Regions from separate parts of the Mus musculus genome. Here region 1 is linked to region 2. The links are chromatin contacts, called in public Hi-C maps. All regions are on one chromosome and are shown on one strand. Each heading gives the region's core, a stretch centred on a gene start, on an enhancer-like site or on the middle of the called end of the contact. The rest is flanking DNA. Distances are from core to core; before and after follow the strand shown. Region 1 overlaps Pcca (propionyl-Coenzyme A carboxylase, alpha polypeptide). Region 2 overlaps Clybl (citrate lyase beta like).

Region 1 (5,939 bases), core at 1,961-4,460, 470 kb after region 2:
TTTAGCTGCAGCCTCCTCCTTCCACCTTGGTTGCTGACTGAACCTTGATGAAGAAGCTACCAGCTCCTGGTCTGTGTGTTTTCAGTATGTTTTCTGGAGATTTCTCTTTCAAAAGATTAGCTAATAGGCTCTGGGTTCAAGGAGAGAAACAGGTGCAGTCCGTGGCTCAGACTGTTGTTTTCCCTCGTGTAAACATGTGCTTTTTCTACAAAGAACTGGGACAAGGAACACACTGATGGCTTCCAAGTCCATGGTGTGGCTTACGTTATAGCTTATAGTTCTCCTGCCTTTCTGCTGAGCTGGCATTTTGAAGACACGCCTCATTTTTATCATTTCCAAAACCTTCGTGCTGATTTTCCCCTGACTGACTTAGGGCTTTAGGGGATCTCACGTCAGGTGAATGAAGATGAGGCTTACAAGTAGAGACTGAAGGGGTGAGGGTGAGTGAGGTGGGAGGAGGTGAGGAACTTTGAATAGGAAGACAGCCTTTGAAAAATGTATCTGCCAGTACATTTGGGAATAGGAAGGGGGTGGATATAGTTTTTGGCCAATGCTTGATAACTTTGAGTTTTCCAGATAACTCAGAGAAAAGCTGGATTGTTGACCTATGACTCTAATGTTGACTAATGTTGCTCTAATGGGCAACAGCTGACATAAAAAAATCAAATCAATTATGGAGCTCATAATTGGACCTGGACGAATGAGTTAGAAGGGAAATTGGAGCTCAGCCCTTCTCCAAGAGAAATCTCACAGGCTCTGAAACTGCAGCTGAAGGCTGTGTAAAGCAGACTGGACTTCATATTCAAAGGCCACACCCTTGAATCATGGAAACTCTGTGTATATGGCTTGAAAAATCACCTGTATATGTAGAGGCTTTGGAAAGGCATTCACAGACTTCAATCTCCATCAGGGGGCCTGCCTCGAGTACTAGACAAATAACAGAGCCCATCAGGTTGGAGCTGATCATACATGGATGGAGTGCTTCTCTGTCCAAAGCTGCTGACTGAGAATCGTGCATATAATCAATAGATTGAGGCATGTTCTCCCACAGGTGGGCAGCCCGCTTGCAGGATGTAGCAGTCAGCAGAGCATATCACTCTGGAAACCTCTCCTGTTCTACCCTGCACTCTCTCCCAAAGCCACAGTGGGTCCTATGCTGGTCCCACGGCCCTCCTCCTAACTGCCCGCTGTGTGCAGTGTTCTCATTGTATCTCCCATGTTTGCTGTTGATTCTTCTTTCTTTTCTTTAAATGTTTGGATGACATTTTCTCACTAGATATGTTTTTACATTATAGACAGCATAAAATGGATTTGTTTGGAGTCTTGGCTTGGGGGGCGATTTTACATAATTGGGTCAAATACCTTCTATGATTATCACATTTGGGTTAAGAAGCCATCTAAACTGCTCCCAGAGAGAGCCTGTTTTCTAATTTACCTGGTGAGGTGTTTTTTTTTTTTTTTTTTTTTTTAAACTTTCCATTCCCATGACAGTGGTTTGGAGACAGCTTCCTAAAACCAGTAGAGGGAAGTGGTTTTACTACTGAGTCCAGAGCTGACCTTTATGGACCTTTTCACCACCATACCCTGGTTCTTCTGGACCCACACGGAATGAAAAACTGTCCTCCTTCATGATTATACTTCTCTCTGTTAGCAGCCAGCCTTTTAAACATCAACACTGTGCTTTGCATGAACACAGACACACCCCTGAACTTACGTAGTTACAGTATCTGAAAACACTTAAGTGCCCATCATAGAAGTAGACTTGAGCTCTGCTATTGCTAGAAAGACCCTTTCCTGAATCCTCAGCTAGCTAACTGCACCTCTCCCCAAGAATCTAGAGAAAACAATGAGTCCCAGTTCAGATGCTAAGCTCTGTAAGTCCTAGTGCAGACTGCAGTGGCCCCCTTTTTGGAGAGCAGGCACTAGGAAACATCTATGGTTGTAACTAGGATGTCTTCTTGGATGGGCCCATGTGCGGCACCAACGAGGCCGGTTCAGACTTTTGACTCTACATACAAACTGCAGGGCCGACAAGAGGCTGTTTTAAGATGGCCTGTGATAATCAGGACAACATCAAAGGTATCCTTAAGAAGTGTAGCTTCTCTCTCTTCTTTTCCTAATCAGAAAGGTCACTTCTGAGTCAGCCATGTTCAACAAGACCTCTCCTGAGGCATCCACTCCTTGTTATTTTTCACTTGTGATTACAATAAGTCATTTATTCCTAAACAGATTTAAGAACAATAAACAAATACAAAAGGGAAAGGAACATCTCATCAATAACAAAGGCTGTGTCTGAAGCACTGAGTTTTGGACTCTTTTACATCTCTTTCCAAGCAAAGCAGGGGCCCTACAGAGAAAGGAATTTAGAAGATATGAAAGTTATAAAAATAGTAAGGGACCCAGTTTTTTGTCAGGATCTGGGCCTCTCAGGAGAAATGGTCTGAAGACAGCCTTAGCTTTGTTCACATTGAGGCTTAGTTGTGAGATAGCTGAAGTATTGGTTCTTAAGCCTATTTGCTGTGGTGAAAAGCTGTTAAATTGTATTCTCAGTATATACTTTTCCTAAATTCATATTTTGAAGTTAAAGAAAACCAGGGGGAAAATAGATCTGAATGCTACAGTGAAAACTAATCCCTGGGGCAGAATGCCAGCTGGTCACGTAGTAGTGACACCCTAGTGATGCTGCTAGAAATGAAACCCGCCTGATGCACACGTACCTCTAGTGCTGCTGGACTTACTGCCCGGTACACACGAGCCTCTAGTGCTGCCGGACTTTCTGTTCCAAGGGAGATAGAGCACAGATACTAAAACTGTGCAATTTGGCCCAATTATGTCCCCCCTTGGTTCCCAAGGATTTAATGAGGGCCTTGGAAGTACAATTCATGGGTGATGCGTAGTCCCTCTGCCCAGGGTGTCGTCAGACTGACAGCAGCCTGCTTTTCCCTTGTCATTTATGACTCAGATGAATTTTAATAGGAGCAAAAAGCTTTTATTTGTGCTGTAATTTCACTTAAGGATCATATCCTTCAGGAACTGGCAGACATTTCTATGTCTTGATTGCAAAACACACACTCAGGAGTAAAGAAACACCCAGAAGATGTTATTATTCAACCTGTCACAGTGTCGAAAATCTGCTTGGAACCTAGGCTATCAAAGCTCTTCTGTGGGGCCTCCCCCACCTGCTTTAAATAGGCCCTGTAAAGAGCCACTTGGAGAGTGCCACTGTCCCCAGGCAGAATCAAAGTGGGAATCAGATTCTGCCTCGGCCTCCCTGCCAGCATGATGCCCACAGGAGGCTTTGAGTTACAGCAGCTTTCCTCCAACAAAATGGAGCTGCCCAGTGGGTGCTGCTTCTGTCCTCCCCAGAGAGACCGGATCTGGTGGGAACCAGAAACCAATTCCCTACCTCAAAGCGTTTTATTTTCTGTTTGGGTAGAGCGAATCGTGGTTCATATATTTATCTGGGATGTTTCCTGTCCAGTAGGTATTGTCTGTATTAGAAATGTTAAGATTGACTTGTTGGCCATCCACCTTTGCTATGCCATGAAAACTGATGTGCCTGGCATTTTCCGTGTTTTACAAATCTTGGTGCTATCATATCTCGGCCCAAAAGATATTCTCATTACATCTTGTCTTTCTACTAGCTGGCTTGTCATATGAGAAAAGGCTACATGGTAATGTGCCTAAAAGGAAAAACATTTTGATGTGAATATAACATTTTATGTCACTGAGAAATATTTGAACGTTAAGGACTTTTCTCTTCTTTTCTCAAAATGAACACTGAAGCCTTTGTCTCTATTTAATAATCTACATGGTGTAGCTGCTTCAGAGGTGTGGGAGGCGTGCGACAGCAATCTGCTGCCATCTACTGGTATGCACTCGGTGTCACTGCCTTTTCCCTGAGGCTGAGGGACTCAAAGGATCTGGTTCCTCTGCTTTGCACTGCTCGATCTCTCACTCACTCGGCAGTGTTCCTCAAGCAAAATCCTTACTGTTTTCCTTTACAAAGTTCTGAGATGGTTTTCTTAAAGATCTGTGATACTTTTTTATATATCACTAATTAATCATGAGTAATTCCTTTAAAAAACCTGTCTCCGTTATGAATAATGTTATGTGGAGGGTTTTAGAATGTTTGACTTTAAAGGATATTATTGTAATTTTAGTTTAAAGCTAAAAGCAGATTTTGAATAAGTGCTGTTTTAGATGATATTCGTCATTTGACCTCTGTTGTGCTTTTTCTCTTTCAAGTACAAAGTGCACATTTTAACCAAGCTTGCTGCAGAGCTGAACAAATTCATGCTTGAAAAAGTGCCCAAGGACACCAGCAGCACTCTGTGCTCCCCGATGCCTGGAGTGGTGGTGGCCGTTTCTGTCAAGCCTGGAGACATGGTAAGAGTACTTCTGTGTGAGGGATATGCTGGGCTCAGACTTCCCCTACAGAACAATGGCACCGACAGGAGCACGCTCCCAGTGGCCTCTTCTAACCCACAGGACGCTCATGGTACAGGTGTGCATTCACTCTGTATACCTACTTCACATCTGAGTTGTGTGGGTGACAGTGCCTCCTCCCAACTTGTGTGTGTGTAGGGGTGGGGGTGTAGGGGCGTGGAATAGAAATGAGGACAGACATTCTCTTCTTTCTCAAATTTGTAAAATTTACATTTACTTTGCATTGTTCCTTATTCCCTGGCCCTCTAGATATGAAGCATGCTTGAGGAATTCATGCCAGAACATATTAACCCTGACAGGGGTTTCTAGTTGCAGGATTTCTGAACTAAATGTCTAACTGGGGAGGAAAATTAAGGAAGCCTTAATCCTATAATCTGTTCAAAATCAGCCCACTGTTGTAAGGTGGAAAGTGAAATTCATAACTGGAAGCTTTATTCTTGACTTTTTAATAGCAGAGCTATATTATATCCCTTATCTGCTCAGTCCCATAACTTGCTGTGGACAAATGTGTAGGATACATACATCTTTCTTTTTCTTTTTCTCTTTCTCTTTCTTTTTCTTCAATCAGCTGCTTAGAAGCAAAAGTAAAAAATGGTTGAAAATGCAACTGGGAGATTCCCAGAGGCCCTTAAGTACTTGTGGAACCACTTTCATGGGCTATGTGCTAATTCTACTGTGAATCTGACTGAAGCCACTGGACTTTGCCTAATTTTCTATAATCATTATGTTGAGATAGCACCTGATTTTTTTTTTTATTAATACAGATAGAGCATCATGTTAACACTTAGAAAAATCCATGGAGGGGACATTGGCTTCTAGAAAAATACAGAATAAGAATGATCAAGTTGGATTGTTCATTAGTTCCCAATTAACATTCAACTGGGAAACTGACTTAAAAATATCTTCCCCTGGTGATACAGGAGAGCTATCTACTTTTGTAGAAAACACAAAGGGCCAGGTAGTTCTGCCTAGCTGCTTTCACGGATGTTCCTGCAGACAGCAGTACCTGAGGTCAGCGGTAGGCGATGGTGGGAGAGGTGAGGTGTGAAAGTTAGAGGCTGACTTGTGCAGTGCTGCAGAGCTCCCAGGGTTTTCATACAGGATTGGGGGGTGGAAATGGGCTCTTCACTGGTTTTGGCATTAACAGGCACAAATGCACATTGTATTATCAGATATTATCAGAGCAGTCAGTGAAATCTTGTATCTAAATGTGCAGGCTAGTGAGCAGTGAAGTTTTTTTTTTTTTTCTTTTTCTTTTTCCTTTTTCGCTTTTTGTTGTTGTGGTTGTGGTTACCTCTACCCTCTGGGGTTTTCTTTCTTTCTTCTTGTTTGTTTGTTTTGTTTTTCTGGAAGCCACCCAGTCTATATACTGCCAGCCCCAGCTTGCCAGTTCTAATTGTGGCTATAATTAGAGCATCACATTTGTGCTTTTTTGTCCTCATAAGAGGGTATTTACCTTCAATCCTAGTTTTCTGACATCTAAGACCAAG
Region 2 (5,955 bases), core at 2,916-5,415:
GAGGTGGCTTAGTGGCTAGGAGAATATACTGCTCTTGCCGGAAACCTGAGTTCCGGTTCCCAACACCCACATTAGGCAGCTCACAACCACCTATAACTCTAGCTCCAAGGGATCCAACCTGTCTTCTGGAATCTACAGGCACCCATAGTCCCATGTATATACACCCACATACAGATGCACACATATATGTGTAATATAAAAAAAAAAAGAATTTAAAAAACAAACAAACATGGAACCAGGTGGTGGTAGCACATGTCTTTAGTCCCAGCATTCACAAGGCAGAGGCAGGTGGATCTCTTGAGTTTGAGGTCAGCCTGGTCTACAGAGCAAGTTCCAGGACAGCCAGGGTTACATAGAGAACCCCTGTCTCCAAACACACACACACACACACAAACTGGAAGGGGGAGGGGAGAGAGAGAGAGAGAGGGAGAGAGAGAGAGAGAGAGAGAGAGAGAGAGAGAGAGAGAGAGAGAGAGAGAGAGAGAGAGAACATACAAGTGTTTTGTTCCCATTCCACCCTGATGAGCTAAGGGATAAACTTGACCCAGGTTCTTAAGTTATAGGCTGAGAATGGGTAAAGGCGATAGAACAGAAGGGAGAATGGCAGTGTGGGGAAAGCTGGGTAAGAGGGAGAGACAAATGGAAGTTGCTTGCTTGGTACAGTTTTTGGTTTTGCAAGATAGAGCAGTCTGGAGCTCTGCTGCACAGCACTGTGGGTGTCGATTACAGGGCTGCACTGTCAGCATACACAATCGCTTTTTCTATTGCATTTTTCTACCAAAATGAAAAAGGTTTCTGTGCATTTGTGCAGCTGTACATGAAGGTCAGAGGTCACTGACAGGTTTCCTTGATGGCTGGCCACCTTTGTCTTTGAGACAGAGTATCTCCCTGATCCCGGAGCACAGGGAACCAATTCAGCTAGCCTGGCTGGCCAGCCTGCTGGAGAATCCTTCACTCTCTGTTTCTCCATCACTGAATCACAAGTATATGCAGCTGTGTTGCCCTTTGACCCGTGTCTTGGAGGTTGTGGTCCAGACCTCCGGCTTGTCACTTTGCCAACAGCTTCTTCCTCAGCCTCCTCAGAAGGTTTTTCATAGGATGAATGATAGCATCTATACTCTGTGTGGTTGTGGGCAGTATTCATGAAGCAAAGTTATATAAAGTCCCATCCGTGGACTCTGAGATTAGTAACTATTCAAAACATTATAGCTGTTATTGTCAGCATGGTTATCTGAGTATTCTGTCACAGGCGTAGTATTGTTTAAAGGAATTCTAAAAAGACTTCTTTGCTTTTATGTGTATGAATGTTTGCCTCCGTGTATATATGTGCCTCACGTGTATGCAGTACCTGCAATGCAGTGCAGTCTCTGGATCCCCTGGAATTAGAGTTACAAACAGTTCTGAACCCTGGGAATCAGATTGTCCTCAGCAGGAGCAGGCGGCTCCTAGCCACAGCCCCAACTCTCCAGCTCCTTAAAGGCATCTTTAAAACAAAAATATAACCCAAATCTTTGGACTGATAAGAGTTCCTTGCGTTTTTTTTTTTTTTTTTTTTTTTTTTTGATGGGCTGTCAGTTTTCCAAAAGCATCAGCCAGTGAGACAGAAACTCTTCTGTCGTCTCCAAAATCCAAACGGCTTTTTGACAAGCAACATCTTTAAAAGCAAGTTCTGACCACCAGACTGTTTACATTTCCAGATAAATCTATACATTAAAAAAAAAAAGTCATGTTATGAATTGATGTATGAAGGCATGGAAATTTATGCCAGGTCCTCTCATTCTGAACACCAAAGTCCTCAATTTACAGAGACAAGGAAACAGAACAATGATACATCTTGTTTCCCACATAATAAAGGAAATCAGACTCCATATGTCCCCACAAAAGAAAGAAATGTTCTCTCCAGGTCTCAAAAAGCAGCTGGGAGTATTTCTCTTCCCTGAGTGCTTGTCTCTACACAGCTTCAGGAGACAAGGCCGGAACCCAGACTTATCAGGGTTTTTGTTGGTGTTGGTTTTTTGTTTTTTTTTTTTTGGGGGGGTGTTGTTTGTTTGTTATGGGTTTTCTGTTATTGTTTTTGTTTTTTAAATCTCATGTGCACCTAGGCTAACTTTCTCTTGCCAGCCCATTAGCTAAACCTTGAAAGGACGGATGCCCTGTTTTACAGGGGTCATAATCCATTCCTCGGGTGTGGGCGGGTAACTCGCTCCAATGGGAAAACTAGATGATTGCCTTGTAAAACAGCGTGGGATCCACCCCTGATCTCCATGCAGTGCCAACCTGGGGAACCTCCCCAACCAGATTCATAAAATTCATCATGGTCCTAGATGACCCAAATTAGCTCTAGGCTGTATGGAATGGGCCAATTGAAGGGTATGAAAAGAGAGGGAGACCAGAAAGTGACCCAAATATAGGATTTTAGGTCACACGGGTTTGCCTGAGGGCTGGGTTCATTCCAAGAGGAACAGGCGTTCCTAAGAAAAAACTCTGGTTATGTATGCTTTTAAATCTGCCTCATTGAGGAATAAAATCTGAACATATTGCCAAGGATTCTCTGCCATGGAGTTTTGTTGATTCCTTCCTATGAGTTCACTCTCTTTTCCTACCCCATAACCCTCGTGGTAGCTCCCAGCATGCCCATCTCAGCAGCGCTGTGCAAAACCAGCAAGTACAATAGTGACTGTGGGCTTTAACCTATGCAACAGGAAACGGGCTCTGCTGCATATAACTGAACTATCAAGGGCTAGGGTGGCTCACCCACCTCCAGATCTCCAAGGAGCACCTGTTCTTTCTCTCAGGGCCACACCCTTGACAACAGGTAAAATGAAGGAGAGAGAAGTGATTAGCCGTGGTGGAGGTATGGTTCAGGGGTTAGAGCCATGGCCTAGAAAGTCCAAGTTTCATCTCCAGCACTTTAAAAAATAAAATAATTAAAAAAAAAAAAAACATTGGAAAACTAGGGGATGGTGGCACACACCTTTAATCCCAGTACTCAGGAGGCAGAGGCAGACCGAGTTCAATGAGCTCAAAGCCAGCCTGGTCTATGTAGCTTTCCAGGCTGCGGAGACATTATGAGACTCTGTCTCAAAAACAACAATAAAGAGTGAAAGTACATGGAACTAGATATGAAGGCTCACACCTGTAATTCTACCACTTGGAAGACTGAAGCAGGAGGGTTGCCTTGAAGGGCAACCTACGTTATAGAGGAACAAAAACAAAAATCAAACAAGAACACAGATACTTTGGGATCGGGGACTGCTACCTTCTGTCAGTTGAATTTCCCCTCTTTGATTCAAGGGAAGGCTTGAAGCTGGGAGACTCGGTGTAACCCATAACTCTAACCCTTCCCAGTCATGCTACTTTGGAAGAGCACTATGGTGGGCCCCTGTCCTAACCCAGAACAGGACCTACATCATATGCCAGTCTAAATGAGTGTTTGAAGAAGGTTGAAGAAAGAGAGAATCTGTAAGATGGGGTAGAGGGGGGTTACGGGTGGGGCAGCAGAGATGCCTTCCAGTTTGGTCAACAAAGAATGACTTCTTTGTCCTTGGCTCGGATGTCCCAACAGGATGATGGTCTCTTTGCTCAGATATTTTCATTACCCTGGAGTAACACCTTCACTATGTCTGGCAAGAAGGAAGCATTTGCAACTAACCTGCACTTTTTAAAAAACGGTAATCACCGGCCAGAGCATACAATACTGCTTCAGAATCCCACACAAGATTTCAAATGAAATAAGTATTTAAATTTTTCTTCCGCAGTTGTTTTCCGTTTAATTTTTCAAGGGTGAAATGAACAGTTTACCATGTTTTGTGTCTGCTATGGTTTTTTTCTCTCTCTTAAAAAGCTGAAGGATTTTCCCCCCCTCCCCGCCTCTGTAGGAGGATAAAAAGAAATCTCTCCCCTGCAATTTGCTCTGATTTTTCTCAAAAGTTGGGCAGGAAAGTCAGCATAACTCAGGTGGGATCTAAAATGTTCTTGTGGTACAAGGGTGTGCGCAAGAAAAGAAGCCTATAATTTGCGAGCGTTCTTTCAGGAAGTTTGTATTCTGTTTTCCAGGGAGCCTTTACTTTCCGAGGAAGTATGATCGACATGCCATTACTGAAGCAGGCCCAGAACATTGTTACGCTTGCCACATCCATCAAGGAAAAATGATCTGTTAAATGAAGCCCTCCTCAGGCGGGCTGAATGGATACTGTGGGCTTCTTAAAGACAAACCGCAGTACCCAGGGCAGCTTGCTAGCATGCTGGATCAGGACCTCATTTCACGTTAGTCACAACGCCCCCTCCCCTTGTATCTTACTGACCCGCTATGCTAAAAATAAACTTTCTTCCTCTGGAGTCTAAGCTTATGGTTTTGCTATTGTCTATTAATGTGTTATAAATACCGGTTTATTATTTCACAGGGAGATAGACATGGGAGGAAATATAGGTGGGAAGAAGTTAAGTCCTTGACGAAACATATTCTGATATGTGTTCTAGAATGTTCCTCATTCTTCTTTTATTAGGAAATATTTCCAATATTGTTCATTTGCACAGAGGACACCACAGATAAATTTAAGGCTAGGCTTTTTAAAAGGATAATATCAAAATCGAGGTTTCAGCAGTTTTATGAATTATCGGATAAGGCAACAAAGAGGATATTATAAAAGTGTCGTTAGGTATTGTATTGACTTATGGACGCCTCTAAAAACAACTTTCAAAACTGATTTCTGGAGAAGCCACTGTCCCCCACAGGCTCCATCCATTTGATGATCCCGAAAGCTCTCATCTTGGGTGAATACTTGGGGTCAACAGTTACTGGCAATTAAAAAAAAAATCAATGCAGGCAAAACAAGACCGTCCATTCTACCCTTTGTCTCCCTGCTTAACTGTTCGCCATTGAGGCCATTCCCCCCACCCCCACCCCCCTGTAAATGTAGGGCTAGGATGGGACTCTCAGCCATAAACTTGTATGTCTAGAGGACACAAAGCCACGGGGCTGGTGCATATGGCCCCCTGCAAGATTTGCATCCCATTAGAAATGAGGCTGTGGGTCATATGGGTGGTGTGGTTAACGGGCTTAGTAAAGCTGTTCTGAAGAGGTTAACCCAGCTTGTAGGAAGGGTAAACAAACATAACAACCGGGCATTGTTCTCTATTCAGCTTGTAGTCTTATCCTGAAGGCGAAAGGGTATTGAAGCCTCTGAGGAGCAACTTGTGCGTGCCAGAGGACGCCAATGAAGTCTGAAACACCAGCAAGCGGAGATTTTGTTTCTCTTCCCTCATTAAATCATGAGCTTTTGTGCAGAGACTCTGAACCACTGTTCTTTTAAGAAATTAGCAGAATGGGACGTTTAAAACTCCGCACCAACCTTTTCACGACCTACTCAGCAGCATAGCTGCTCCTCTTAGACAAACACCACGGGGAAGGCTGTGCTGTTTATTTAAATTTGTAAATAGAAAACAGTTGTTTTCCAGTTTCATTTTCCTCCTCCTCCTGGGCCCTTTTGGTGGATTCCCTTCATGGCCCCTGGTGTGTGCCCCATCCCCGAGTCTACTTCTCACCCCTGATTCTATCCTTCTAGTTCCTACAGAAAACCCTAGGAGGTGGATACCACATCATCGCACCAATGCCAGGTCAGAAACTACTGTTACCATGGCCACCATGCACCCCAGTGCAAGGTAGGAAGGAGAAAACCACCCTGGCTAGCAAGTGGCTGAAGCCAACCCCAGAGCTGATGGATCTGGAGAAACATTCTTGAGACACGGGTATTCACAAGCAAGGGACCTGAAGGGCTAACTCTTAAACAGAGCTGAGGCGTTGGGCTGGGGCCACCTGCTTTGGACCTTGTGTGTCTCTCTCCTTTCCCTCATTGAGAGATAGCCATTCCTCACCTGGGCTGCTCTGTGCTACCCCAGAGTTTCTGGAAAGGCATATGGGAGTGGGAAGATCCAGCTAGCCTCTGGCCATTGGTG

What was found. Hi-C and Micro-C count contacts between places; a contact is called where the count stands out from the background.
Region 1: a contact with region 2 is called in a Hi-C map of cerebellum, with 3 times the contacts expected there. The contact joins two enhancer-like sites. A contact is called at or near these places in 5 of 39 promoter capture datasets (embryonic stem cells, hippocampal neurons, liver and 2 more), 2 of 15 datasets of contacts at CTCF or cohesin (large pre-B cells and pro-B cells), 10 of 484 Hi-C or Micro-C datasets (the AML12 cell line, the G1E-ER4 cell line, adipose-derived mesenchymal stem cells and 5 more) and 5 of 115 datasets of contacts at active chromatin or transcription factors (astrocytes, craniofacial prominence, embryonic basal ganglia and 2 more).

Annotation. Positions count from the first base shown.
Region 1 is chr14:122,872,516-122,878,454 of GRCm38.p6, forward strand. Pcca (propionyl-Coenzyme A carboxylase, alpha polypeptide) reads left to right here. Exons shown (of 24, transcript NM_144844.2): 22 at 4,249-4,389. Among named protein-coding and RNA genes, the nearest start is that of Gm46488, 35 kb to the right of the region's middle. Within about 2 kb of position 3,211, at least 23 of the 459 cell types and tissues checked have an H3K27ac peak or open chromatin away from gene starts, as enhancers often do. A contact at or near this core is called in cerebellum and forebrain, where this site is marked.
Region 2 is chr14:122,397,891-122,403,845 of GRCm38.p6, forward strand. It overlaps Clybl (citrate lyase beta like), which reads left to right. Exons shown (of 8, transcript NM_029556.3): 8 at 4,057-4,344. The coding sequence ends at 4,152. All of the region lies in intron 1 of Gm5089 (predicted gene 5089), which reads right to left. Among named protein-coding and RNA genes, the nearest start is that of Gm25464, 13 kb to the left of the region's middle. Within about 2 kb of position 4,166, at least 10 of the 459 cell types and tissues checked have an H3K27ac peak or open chromatin away from gene starts, as enhancers often do. A contact at or near this core is called in cerebellum and forebrain, where this site is marked.